2 separate regions of the Ostrinia nubilalis genome follow, and region 2 is linked to region 1. Evidence: chromatin contacts called from public Hi-C data. All regions are on one chromosome and are shown on one strand. The core of a region is the stretch at or near the end of the contact, and the rest is flanking DNA. Distances in the headings are between cores, read along the strand shown.

Region 1 (6,712 bases), core at 1,033-3,532:
ACGACACTGTCTCGACGAATGGTAATGAGGGTTTGAACTTGGAGGTATGACTATGCACATTAGATTCTATTTAATCAAATCACGAGTATGTTTGTCTGTATCGGGATACTCCAATGTCATATACAGGGTGATCCAGACTAGATAAAAATAAAGGGACTTTGGTTGGGATTGGGAATCGTTTTTTTTTCTGGTAGGCCTTTTAGTTCCTTAATCCCCTTAAAAAACCTGTTCTTAAAAAAAAAATACATAATTCTTCGTCTATTAACTACCATCCTGTATGTTTTCTTACGCCAATAAGACATAAAAAAGCTCATAAGTGTAAAGTAAATCAACCACATTGGTACTCCTGACTGTAACATAAAATACTGTAGATAAACCAATAACTATGTACGATCATGTAATAATAACATTGAGATTGAGATGGTACCTACTTACATGTCAATATTAAAAATACAATACAATTTAATATTTTCATTATGTTTAATGTATAAAATACCTATCATTGTGTCAATAAACCTATTGTGACAATCAGCTGAACCTTGAGTTAATCAACATTATGTTAACATTTCAGTGCCTATTGGTACAATTAGCAATAATATATTTTTTAACTGTTTCATATTGTCCTGAATTGATAACAGCAGAAATAAAATAATTTCTTCTGGTGTATTGGATTGTTTTTTGATAGCGATCAGAACTTTCAGAGCAAATTTCTGGCTATAAACAGTGTTAAGTTTAGTTTTATATTAATAAGTTTTATGTCAAAATGCCTTATTTTTCAATACATATATTATATTTAGGAAACCAACAAAAATTTGATTAAATAAAAATAAAACTGAAACAAATTATTGGAATTCCGAAACTAAGCAATCAATTCACTCTAGGAAGCAAAATTATTCTTATCCCAAAACATTTCAAATCCCAAGTCTTAAAATGCATTTTATATTTTCTAATGTTACAATTTAATCTTGATACAAAAAAGTCATAACAAATACGTAACTTTAATACATTTTATTCTGTTAAAAACAAACTGGTCTTAAGGTTGTTGAATGTTTTTATTGTAATGTTTTTATTAATTACATTACAATAAAACATTTGGGCTTGGGACTTGGGCATTAAGGTTAGTTCGCTTCTTATTGGAATGTATTTGTTGCGTTCAAATTATTGTCTTATAAGGTATTTTGTCAGTTTTCAAAGTGTTACAGAGCTAAGACAACGTACCCTAAGGTAACGGAGGATGACCATGATGTGTCTATTTATTCATTAATGATATAAAGCCACTAAATATAGCTTTAATAGTAAATGAAAAGACTGTACCAGACATATGGAATAATGGGATAATAAGTAAAAGTATTAAGAGCTATAATTGAATAAAATAGAGCTATTATGATTCCAATAAGAAGCAACCTTTAAAGATCAGTGTCATGGCCATAATGCATGTTATAATGTAAGTTCTTGACCTTGCCGAGTACCTTAATGTCCCCTTGAATAGGACATGGTCAAATATTATACAGAACCGTATGGCAAAGGTGAATATTGTGGTATCATGTAATAATAATCATTGAAAGGGGCATACAAGATAAACTTTGGTGACGCTTTGTTATCAAACACAGATTGCACGTACAAATCTACGAGTAATGGGAACTGCGACACAAGATGTTGGCGGAAATCCAATACAACAACAAAAAAACAAGATGTGAATCGAAAACCACTCACCTGATGTCAAATGACAATTTCTCCTCGCGATCCTCCCCACAGAAACCAAACTCAATCGAACACTACTCATTATCACGCGCGATTACCAAGCACAAATAACATCAGCCCTCAGCGACCGACAAATGCTGCACGATCCAAATAGAAATTACAATAAGTCGCCGTAATGATAGTCGCAATTTTTATTGTATTTGTTTGTCAGTGAGAGGTTTCTGTCATGACGCAACACTTTTAGTCAACATCAACACCGCCACTATTCTTTAAAATTACACGATGTAAGTACGAAAACTGCACTTTCCTATTTTTTTTGTAATTTGATTTTTAAAAAACAAATTTATTTTCTGATTATTTGAGCGGCCATACTGATGTTCACAGCTGATTTTGATGTGAAAGAAGTTGAAATTTTCTCGTACCACGTTGTTTCAATACTCCTGACATCTAGTAACTAAACTCGAAAACTTTCGTGCTGTTTTATCATACATGTCTTTAACTTACTTTAAAAACATGCTAGATGGCGCTACTATAGAAGCCGATTCATTCGCTATCGAATAATGAATCCGATAAATTAAACACTGTTTAAATACAACACTATTTGTCATCGCCTGTAAAATGGCAACACAGTCTAGGAAATGTCAAAAGAAGTCTGTGGTAAACAGTGTCCAAAATGGCTGAGACAGAAACCGATAATAACAGTATTGTTAGATCCGAAAGAAATAATAAGAGCACAGTGGCTGCCAATGGACCGCGTCGAGTTACAATTTACAAAACCGATACTGGTTTCGGTTTCAATGTTCGCGGCCAAGTGTCTGAAGGGGGCCAGTTGAGATCGATCAATGGGGAGCTGTATGCTCCTCTGCAGCACGTAAGCGCTGTTTTGGAACAAGGAGCGGCTGAGCAGGCCGGCATCAGAAAGGGCGACAGGATCTTAGAGGTGTAAGTACCTAGAATAAGCATTTACTGCGGTGGTAGGGATGTGGCAGATGGTGGAGCCTCCCACAGGTTTTTCCCAGTATTGTTTGTGGTGCACCGCCTAGCAACGCTAACAGGGCATTCCAATAAGTTTTACAGCCGTTTTGTAGCTTGGTTGGTTTCCAGAAACGTTCCAACCGTTGAATTCGACTTCCCCTTGTATTCATTTACATAGCATGAATCACGCCAAACTTGTTTTGGTAGTGAATGAAAGTTTGCGAAGTTTTGAATTACGTATGCAGAGTTATGATGTGGTTCGCGCTACATTTCAGTTAGCTATACTATAGAACATATTTTTATGAAAGTACCTAGATCTTTCAGTGCATCTTGATTCTTATTTTTAAGTGTTGATCTCTTCTTTAATGCAGGATCCTAGTTTATTATACTTATGTAGCTATAGTGGTACATCTGAATTAAAACCAGTTCCGATTAATTCCTATGATGATTTAGATAGGTTTTTGTTTATTTTGAAATATATTTTTATATCTCACATTTTATGAAGTAACATGACCTCACATAGTTCAGTAAATAAAATTTATTATTATTTCTTTATTGGTCTATAATCTGGCTATAACTGGCTGTAGTACCATACATAATAGACTTATTTCTTAAAACTATTCTTAGATCAGTGTATGTATGGCCTATTTAATTATTGTATTCGCCACAATGAAGCCTGAAGACTACTTACACATAATATATTATGTAGATTGCATAAGTATGTTGGTAACATTGAGTTTAGCGATCCTATGGCTTCACCTCTTGGATGGCACATGGGTCAGGCCTAGTTGTATTTATGTAAATTTCTTTTAGTCTTGTCTCGTTCAAATACACTTGTTACATAATAGCAACCTGTATTGAATCTCATCCAATTGAAAAAAGAAGGTGAATAACAGAATTTGGAAATCTATCTAGGTAAATCTAGTATGGTTCATTTTAGGATTCAGTAAATCCAGTCCAATTTATAATCCACATAACTACTCCAATATGGGTTAAAATTAAAACAACAATGTATTATTATAACTTCACATTTTAAAAGACATTCATTAGTGGTGATAATTTAACCAATCTTCCATACATCATACAGGCATCAGCAAATTCTAATTTACATACTTAAGTAGGTAAGGTATTTTGAAATATTGATGCATGCAATATAAACTACAAGTAAGCTCTTTTATCAATTATTTCAACATGAATGAAATGAAATTGCAGTGTAATCCACTGTTGCTATCCATTTAAAAACCATAAAATTTTACCGCCTTTAACATAAGGTCATACTTTTATCTTAATAAATGTTACTTGAGAACGCGTCTATTTGTTCAATCAGATCTTGTAAATTTAAGCAATCACAATTTACAAAAATCTTATTCTTAGAATCTTCCAGAACTGGCTAGACCAAACCAAGTTTGCATGGTTTGGTCTACTCAGAGTACTGTTGTTTTTTATGTTTGAAAGTACTTTTTTACTGGAAATGTCGGTAGGCGGTGAGACTTATTTACTATCCCACCTACAACTAAGAAAAATATTTGTGTACCATTGCGACGCAAAATTAGATAACACTTTCCCAGACACAATAGAAATTTAATTGTTATGACAGATATAGCAGTTCACTGTCCAGGAAAGTGATAATCCGATGTACGCATTTAGTACAAGGAAAACTAAAGTATCAAGCTTAATCTCGTTGAAGAATCTGAGTGGTAGTACTTCCACCCTGTTCCTTATCACAAGTGTGCACTCGCATCGGGGTCAGAGCGGCAGCCGCATGCCGCGTGTTCCCACTGCAAGCGAGCAAGGTAGGGTCACACTTAGGCCTCAGCCTCGAACTTAGCGGGCAGCGGGGCGGCGGCGGCGGCGGCGCGGGAGCGGCAGGATCTTATGCGTAAAATCAAATAGACCGGTTCTCGAAAACAGCGGCGCGGCAGCGGCGCCGGAGCGGGCAACGAGCGGGCAGCGGCGAGGGAGTGGGCAACGAGCGGGCAGCGCACTCCTTCTTTTGCCCACAATAAATCGAGCGTTAGGAATAAATTTGAATCGAAATAAAATTGTCGCCGTTGTTCAGACATTTCGTTTGCGAATAAAAACAAATATCTCGACAACACAACCCCGAACACAACACTTCGCCGCTAAAGCGCCGCGCGAGCTGCCCGCTTGTTTCGAGAACGGGTCTGCGTTGCCCGCCCCGCTCCAGCGCCGCCGCCGCTCCCGCCCCGCTGCCCGCTAAGTTCGAGGCTGAGGCCTTAGATCTGGTGCAACAGGTGAGACACACGCCCGTATTCACAAACGATGCTTGCTTAAGTGATGCAAATCACACGCACAGCGTGAAATAGAGCTCTCTGATTGGTTCGTGTGTCACTCTGTGCGTCCACGCGTACTGTGAGACCTCTTAGTTTGTGAATACAGGCAATAGTGTTGTATGCCATGAATCTCTGAGAGATTCGCCTAATTTCTTAAGACATCTTCCGCGCGCAGACTAGTTTACAACTGCCATCATGCGTTTAAAAACCTGGCACATGTGAGGCGATGGGTATTCCTGTCATCTTGTACTGATAGGTGATCGGGTTTCTTCCCGTTCTACACCTTATAGTCGGCATCAAGTCAAACGCACACCACGCCACCAGAAAATTAACCTATTTCGTAATCATCTTTTATTGACATAGTAAGTTGCTTAATTGTCAAATCCAGAAGAGTCTAAATCATCAAAGACTGAGTACTAGCAACTGAGTCGATATTCCCTTCGGTCTCGGACTACCACTATGATACCACCAGCACAAATGGATTCGTTTTACCCTAAACACGACCATTACAGAAGCCTAGGCCCTAGACCTACGGTATAAAATTAAATATTCTATGTATGTTATACATTACCGAAAAATGCTTATTGGAATAACACGAAAGTGTACCCACTGCATCTGCGTGCGCTGCAACTTGAACGTTGCACAATCAATGCATTTTTTGTTGGTACACATTATCTCTGCTTCAATTAAACCTGCACACAATAGAGTACTAGATAATTAGATTATTACGTTTGTCAACCTACTTTGTAACACTGCGTGTAGAAAAGGTTTATGACATTGTGTTATTACCGTGCCAGAACTGCTACATACAATCATCTAGCTAGAATTGAAAGGCTAGTTTTAAAGATAACAAAGTACCTACCAACCTTGTGGGATCCAGAAGAGGGACTAAAGATATGTATGGGTTGTCTTAAGGACGATGAGGTCTAAAAAGGCTAAATACACGTACTTATCACAATATCATTAAAAAATCTACTGACGGGATAAGAGAGGCGCGTGTCCGTAACTGATTTTCGGGCCTCTACTAGCTCAAAAAATGCAAACAAAAATGTTCTTATTGCTCAAGAAAAAAATAGTAGGCAGCAAAAAAAAAGATCGTTGTTTCTCTTCTAGTTTATTTACCTTTCGTTTGTTTGTTGTGATGTTCAGCTCAATGACTTGTTATCGTAGGATAAAACTGTGCCTGTGGCTGACGATAGCTCAGTGCAAGACTGCCAGGTTATTGTCTGTGTGTTGAATAGTTAATCTCCAAGATGTTTAATAACATGCAATCGCTGTACGAGACGTCTGCCGTGTTCAATAGGGGATATAGTCTTCTTCCAGTCGAAAGGTTAGTATAGTAATGTAAAAATACACCAAGTTATTTTCCGGGATATTAGGATTGGAGGTGGTCGGGCTTTTGGTGAGTCGTATTTTATTTTGTCAGGAGAATATCTTGTCGCTTGTGAGTGCCTCTGGTCGATTATTTAGAGTCTACATGGAGGATACACGCATGCCTTCAGCCCTTCAAGCAACCCCTCATAATCCTACTATTATCTCCGACCGTCCGGGCTTGTACAAATATCAAAGCTGACCCTATTTTGTGCCCTAGCGCATGATATCATCAGATATTTATATTTTTTAAAACGTCAAGGTTTCAGATATTTGTCCGAACTTTTCTTCCCAGCTAGTCTTATCATATATTCGACTTTCAACAGTCCTTATTATTTATCCCCTTGGATCTGAATGATGCAATATCGTAA
Region 2 (7,425 bases), core at 1,535-4,034, 370 kb after region 1:
AGCAGTGGTAGGGTTAATACTGGGACGTGTAAGTGCTTTATAAAAGCCTACTTGCATAAATAAATGAGTTTTATGAGTTTTTTTACAAGCATAATTAATTACTATGTCATCTTACAGTGCACGTGGAAGCACAGGGTCCCAAAAACCTATGCTTAGATAATACTTAGTGGCGGAGTGACACACAAGAACCAATCACAGAGCTCTATTCAACGCTATGCATTCGACTACGCATAGCGTTGCTGCTTCACAAGCTAGCATCGTCTGTGAATATGGATATAAAAACTCATCGAATTAAAGTCCTATAACTAACCTTCTAAAACTGGAACTACTTTTTCGCCACAGGACACAATGTTCCGCTAATATCACGTGCGCAGCTTTTACACGGTACTTTAACTGTAACAAACATCAAAAATCTGTTAAACTCCATACACAAAAACACCGGTTATGGATAGAGTTACAACTAAAGTAAGATGCAGCAGCATATAAACAATCTAGGGTTCTTTTCAGTCATTACACTTTTGACAGAATAGTCGTAGTTGTAGTCGTTATGAATGTGATTTGTTGTGAGCGGATGTTGCAATGCGATATCTCGCCATCTTTCCCTATTGGTAGATCACTCTAGGATTAGCGTAAATCTGTACCCATCTCAGTATCTTCCCACCAGTTCAGTAGCTCGGGAAAGACAAACAGCCATTGGCCTCACAATTAATCACAAGAAAATTAGATGAGTTCCAAGCTAAGGATCGTCATTTTACCAGTTGCAATGCAAAGCAAAAAGCAAATAATACTGAAGTCTGTTGATACCAACGAGCTAAAACGCAATCGGTGTTTCACACAAAAAAACTAGCAATGAAACCCAGTTTAATAGTTGCATAAACCTGCAATAACCTTAATGCATAGCTATGCATTATTGAAGTACAGTTTGCCATAATTTCCCGCTGGATACGAAGGAATAATTTCGTTACCCGCATAGCGCCGTGTCATCGGCCTCCATAGCTGCAGTGGCAATGAACTTACTGTTTTACATTTCAGCGTTTTTCACTTGCATAACACTAGCGTTTGCCCCCGGGTTCTGATTGTACGGTTTATTAGCAATCAGTCGGTCTTTGTACAACATAAACTTCACTTCGAGCAAGGAATGCAATCATGCTGCAGGGAATGAAGCATAGATGGATTCCTTAAGCAATTGCTCGTAATTTAAAGGGTATTCAACTTCAGAATTATCATGTTGTTCAAAACAAAGTTAGGTTAGATTTATTAATGAAATCTATTCAAGTAAGAAAGACATCGCGCAGGTGTCATAGAAGTCGTGAACTCACGCAAGCCGTAAAACAAAAAAATGTTGTTTAGTATGTAAGATTACTACTTATTCCGTTATTTAATAACGTACATGCATCGACAAAATAATAGAATTTAACTACTTTATTAAGTAACTCTACCATAATTAATTATTTTTAATCAGTACAATCACAGTTAGGTTATAAAAGACATTGCACTTGGCAACTTACCTGATTGAACCTCGCCACCCACGGCTCCGCCCGAGTGGAAACCTATTTGTACCACTTGAGGGCCATTACGTCCTTCCCTCGGCAAATAGAATACAAGTTATTGAGCTACAGGCGTAAATTGTCTGGAAACTGGAACGCAGTTACACAGCAAATGCAACCGAGTTTTAAAACCTACCTTCAACTCCGATTTGCGAGAATTTGTAACATCTCTACCTCCAAAAGTACAGAAAATTTTGAGAAATTGCTCATCAATGTTATGTAGGTAGTTGTTATGTGCTAAAATTTTACTGCAAAAATACCCGCAAGATAATAAAATCCAGACGTTACTTCGGACTTATCACGTTTTATGTTTGTTGGCAACATTTTTGATAGTTTCTCGTTAATGTAGACGAGAAGTTGAATTTTGAAACTTGATCACCATCATGCCATTAAGTAAGGAACTTTTATTAGTTAAAATATGATTAAAACTGGAGAACACCTTGATACCTACATAATATTAATAATAATAATATGTCACGCAAGCCTAAGTAGGTGATCGAGCCACATTATTTGTGCATGAAACATTGCTACTCATATTATGTCAGGCGCGTGCATACATTACATAACTAGATGTTAATTTAATAGTGTACTAAAACCTAGACAAACCATTTAGGGTTGGAGCCAAGGTCACTGGACGTCGCATTAAATAAAGGCAATTTGGGAATAAGCCAACTCCCTTGAACTGTGTCCACTTTTTGCCATTGTGACTAGCCGTTAGCTCGCTGCGTACCTACCGCAAACAACATAGCAATCAATAGGATGTGAAACATGAATGAAAGAACACATTTAATCTATTTGTTTTTGAGTTTTTAAGAAAGTGTGGCTATTAACTTAGGCGTATAGAGTCAGGAAATAAGGCACTAGGATAGATCTCCCAATCTAAGTCCTGTTTATGAAATAAATAATTCCGTTTTACTATTTAGTTTGGTTCTAAAATATTTGAAAAGCAACCAATTTATTATTAAAGCAACATAAAACAGAAACGAGTGTTTTGATTAACTACTTACATCGTGTTTTTATTGTAAAAAGTAAGGAATTAGGTATTTATTTTAAAACTATATGTAACAATGAATTAAAAACCTCTTACAAAAGTTTATTGGAATCGATAATCATTACCGGTTTCAATTGAATACGAATCGATTTATTATGTTACTAGTGTGTTACATGTTTTTTTTATATGGCAACATCGCATCATTGACTGACAGCCACACAGATTAGAGAGTATGTCTGACAGCCAGCTTTCCGTCAGTCACTCCGTCAGCGTAGTATTTTCATGCTAAAATTCAAGATTATTATTGGGATTTAGCGTAAATAAATCTTCAATGACCAAGTTTTCATGTTAACAAGTGTATCGCAAGTGCAAATAGTTAATGAGGCGGACGCAGGAAGCGTGCTATAGTTCGGACTCACTCATTGTAATGAAAAATGTCGACGCTGTATGGATCTACATACAACAGAACAAAACGAAAGTGACTAGTTGACCGTGTGTTGCTGGGTGATTATTCTCGTTCCTAGACCTAATTCCTGCCTTTAAAATGGCGCAGACCGTGAGGCGTGCCATTGAGGGCAGATACCCATCCTGTTACATACCAAGTAGAATAAAAGAAAGGCGAGCCAAAGCCAGGGCATTAAGGTAAGTTTTAAACTACTTCATCCAATTAAAACCGTGTTGTTATTCCCTACTCAGCATATGACCATGAAACTGCGCGTGGTGTATGCATTTATTTTTGCTGTGAAAATCCAGTGAGTTGTGTCCTCATTTCCATACAAAATTTCGTACATGTGTAAATCATCACTTTTAACACATTCGCGAATCAATGTGTGAGTAGAAAGTGGTTTTTATGTAATGAAACAAGGTTTTTTAATATGAAAAACATGTGCCAGCCTGCTAATAAAATATCAAAACACCATTGAATAGCAATTTTATTTCTACTCACAAAAGTATTCAGTATGGTATTTTAATAATCACTAATAAATTCAACTGTAATTCTAACATTTAAGTGAGTTGTTGTTGTTATAATTTGTTTTAAATATCAGAACCTGTAAGTTTATCTATTTATTCCATCAGTGATATAACGAAATTGTAATTTCCTTGCAGATTAGAACAACAAAGAAAGCCAGATAAGCCGGAGGACTTTGTGTGTTACTCGGACAGCGACAGCGAAGAGGAAACACCGGCACAACAACACCGAACTCTCTGCACCTCATATAATTTTGTGGATTATGTCCGCTCTAGGGAAATATTGGCTCCAGAGGTAATTAAAACTATCTAGAATTATAATTTAAACATATCTTCTTTCTAAACATAACTAATTTCATTTATTTAGTTTTAAGTTGTTTAATTGCAAACTTGTTTGTATCTTATCATTTGAAGATTTTTCTGAGTGAAGTCTCATGTTTTTAGATCATTTTAGACTTACCTCCTAGTCTGAGATTAACTAAATGATTTTTCATGTCATTGACCTGAATTTCTGAAGGAAAATCCTTTTTGTATGTTACTATTTACTTCAAGCAATCGATTCATACCAGGTACATTACAAAAAAAAAACTTGAACATGCATTAATATACATTTTAAGTAAAATTTTAAATAAAAAGAAGTATTCTATGTGGGACACAACATACTAACATTTTAAATCTTCTCTAAGATCAAATTGTAAAACTTTATCTTAGTATCTTATTTATTTCTATGAGATAAGAAATTAAACCAAACATTAAAATGTTAATTCCATCATGTCACAGCACAAAGTCAATAAAGAATTAGTAAAAGAGGTTCCTGCCTCGTCCATAGATGACTGATAAGTAGTGATAAGTTATAGATGCTACAAATAAACAAATAAAATTATACTGATAATTATTAGTCATTATGTGAATTAATGTTATTTATAAATAGCTATTTGTTTGTAAATAAATAAACTTAAAGTGACTAAACTGATACCATCTATTTCATCAGGAAATTTTGTTAAAAGTAGTATAAAATATGAATTGGTTTCTGAGATCTTTCCAAAATAAATTATTTTAGTACATTTACAAGAATGGATTACATTCAGAAACAACTGTTTTGGAAGCTTCTTTTAAGTATTAAATTAAAAACAATAATAAATAAGAAACTAAACAAAAATTTATGAATTAAAATAGATTTTGCTTTGAAATAAAAGAAGTTATGAACCCTATAAGATGCAGAAAACTCATAGATGAGCAGCCCAAAACAAGCTATAAATAGCTCCAGTATTTACCTTTCGCGCATTGCAAGGACGCAGCTTCGCTACATTGTTGCTAATCTTATCTGCTGCACTCACCCGATGCCCTCAATTTGACACCAACAATTATGCCCAAAACAAAGCAAGGTTACATTAATTATGCTATTATATCATGAATCATTAAACTATTCATCGACAATCAATAATTCTGAGTTTGTACCTATAGTGTTTGTTTTTTATTAGTGGAAAATTGATGTCCCCTGCTTGACACGCGAATTTTAATGCGTCATTTGATTGAAATCACGTACTCTCCATTGCTCTACCCAAATTACTAAAGCATAATATGAGAATCACAATTTTGTAACGTCTTGTATCGTTACAGACGTACATTAGTTTACGTTCTCAAATACTCAGTCAAATGTTGCACATATTGTATCGTAGCAGCCGCGCGCGCTCTAATACCCAATCGCAATGTAGCACGTGCTGTATCGTTGCAGCCGCGCTCGGTGGACCCGTCGTAGCGACGCGACGCATTCTGCCACACAATATTGTATTAGTTTACGACCCCACTGCAATGAAGCTTATGTAGCACGTGTTGTATCGTTGCAGCCGCGGTCGGTGGACCCGTCGTACGCGACGTGATACATTCTGCCTCACAATATTGTATTAGTTTACGACCCCACTGCAATGTAGCTTATGTAGCACGTGTTGTATCGTTGCAGCCTCGCTCGGTGGACCCGTCGTACGCGACGCGACACATGCTCACGCACGACATGTATTAGTTAACGCTCTCAAATACCCAATCGTAATGTAGCACGTGATGTATCGTTGCAGCCGCGCTCGGTGGACCCGTCGTAGCGACGCGACGCATTCTGCCACACAATATTGTATTAGTTTACGACCCCACTGCAATGTAGCTTATGTAGCACGTGTTGTATCGTTGCAGCCGCGGTCGGTGGACCCGTCGTTCGTGACGCAACACATGCTGACACACTACATGTATTAGTTAACGCTCTCAAATACCCAATCACAATGTAGCACGTGTTGTATCGTTGCAGCCTCGCTCGGTGGACCCGTCGTACGCGACGCGACACATGCTCACGCACGACATGTTCCGCGAGACGCCCGTCAACCTCGGCAACATGAACAAAGTGTTCTGCTCGCAGTGGCTCTCAGACAGGCAGGTCGTGTTCGGCACCAAGTGTAATAAGGTAAAATAAAATTTACTTTTTTGACTTTTCTGATCCACATTGACTGCTCTAAACCAGTTGTCCAGGATGGATGCAGTGCCTGATTCCCCTTAGATTGAGAATAGACAATATTGTGCTTTGTAATATGTATATCCAAAGATATTGTATCGCGGAAACGTTACTCATCATCACGCGCATAACAATATCGTTATCGCTATTTGATTATTATCTGTGGTGCGATCACTGCCGCCCCTATTTCGATCCGTAAAAGCGAGAACATCTCGCTCTCGCAACACGCAACTTTTCCCTGTTCGAGTGTTTAAGAAAAATTTGTTTGCCTCAAATATTTTCATATGGCTTAGGCCCAGTTTTATGATTCATAGTTAAAATTACAAATTGTTAAATTTTGCTACTAATGGTTAAATATTAACAAAATGTTAACTAATAGTTAAAAAATGTACTAAAAGTCAAGCTATAGATGACCCACGCTGAACTGTCCCACCAAACTCAATGACAGGGGGGCGCTACCATCGTTCAACTATATGGTTTCCAACATGGCAAAAATCTGAACCAGCGATCCGGTATTGACGGTGGCGCCCCACTGTCAATGTCATCGACAGGACAGTCCAGTATTTTGGAACTATAACCATTGTTCGAAAAACATTTTTTTCTGATATTTAACCACTTGTCATTTGACATCTGTCAAATTTGACCATTGGTTATTTTAACTACGAATCAAAAAACCGGGCCTTAGAAAACGACTTATTTATTTACTTGTAACCAACAGCTAATGGTATACGACGTACGAACGCGGTCGCTGGACGCCATCCCAACGCTGCGGCCGCGCGCGCCGTGGGCCGGGCCCGACCACCAGACTGGAATCCACGCGCTGCAGATCAACCCTTCCAGGTACATAGTGCTCTACTGTGGTTTTACCTAACTCTTCAGTCAGGGGGCTGACTTAGGCAAGTCAGTTTTTTTTGGACAGGGTGGGCTGGGTGTGCTTAGACACTTAGGGCTATATTTCACCGGGACACCATGGCGGCGCAACCAGTCGCCGGCTACCAACAAAATGTATACAGCTCTATAGAGAGTTACTCACCTGGTGTCCGTTTGGTTGCTCAAAGCTCTATACATTTTGTTGGTAGCGGCGACTGGTTGCGCCGCCATGGTGTCCCGGTGAAATATAGCCGTTAAGTGCGTAATATACGGCCGTTTTCGAGGGAAGTACCATTTCCAGGGTGGAGGAGGCTTACTCCCCTCCCCTTCCCCTCATCACTTTTGACAAAGCTACCATTCTTACGAACCTTGCTCTCCTACAAATATTAGACTAAAATGTATTTTTTGTATTTTGTTTCAGAACATTATTAGCCACCGGAGCGAGAAACTCGTGTGAACTAGCCATATACAGCCTGCCCACTCTCGACCCCGTGTGTGTGGGGGAAGCGCATAAAGACTGGGTAAGACACATCTCTGAATTTTATTTTTAT

Evidence for each region. A called contact is a pair of places that touch in the nucleus more often than the background predicts.
Region 2: a Hi-C map of whole body shows a contact between it and region 1, with 7 times the contacts expected there. The contact joins the promoter of LOC135079227 here to the promoter of LOC135079196 in region 1. A contact is called at or near these places in 2 of 5 Hi-C or Micro-C datasets (both in whole body).

What each region holds. Positions count from the first base shown.
Region 1 is chr16:809,150-815,861 of ilOstNubi1.1, forward strand. It overlaps LOC135079196, which reads left to right and starts at 2,283. Exons shown (of 9, transcript XM_063973782.1): 1 at 2,283-2,643. The coding sequence starts at 2,375.
Region 2 is chr16:1,181,816-1,189,240 of ilOstNubi1.1, forward strand. It overlaps LOC135079227 (DDB1- and CUL4-associated factor 12 homolog), which reads left to right and starts at 2,785. Exons shown (of 10, transcript XM_063973818.1): 1 at 2,785-3,180; 2 at 3,646-3,802; 3 at 5,804-5,956; 4 at 6,723-6,844; 5 at 7,296-7,395. The coding sequence starts at 3,083.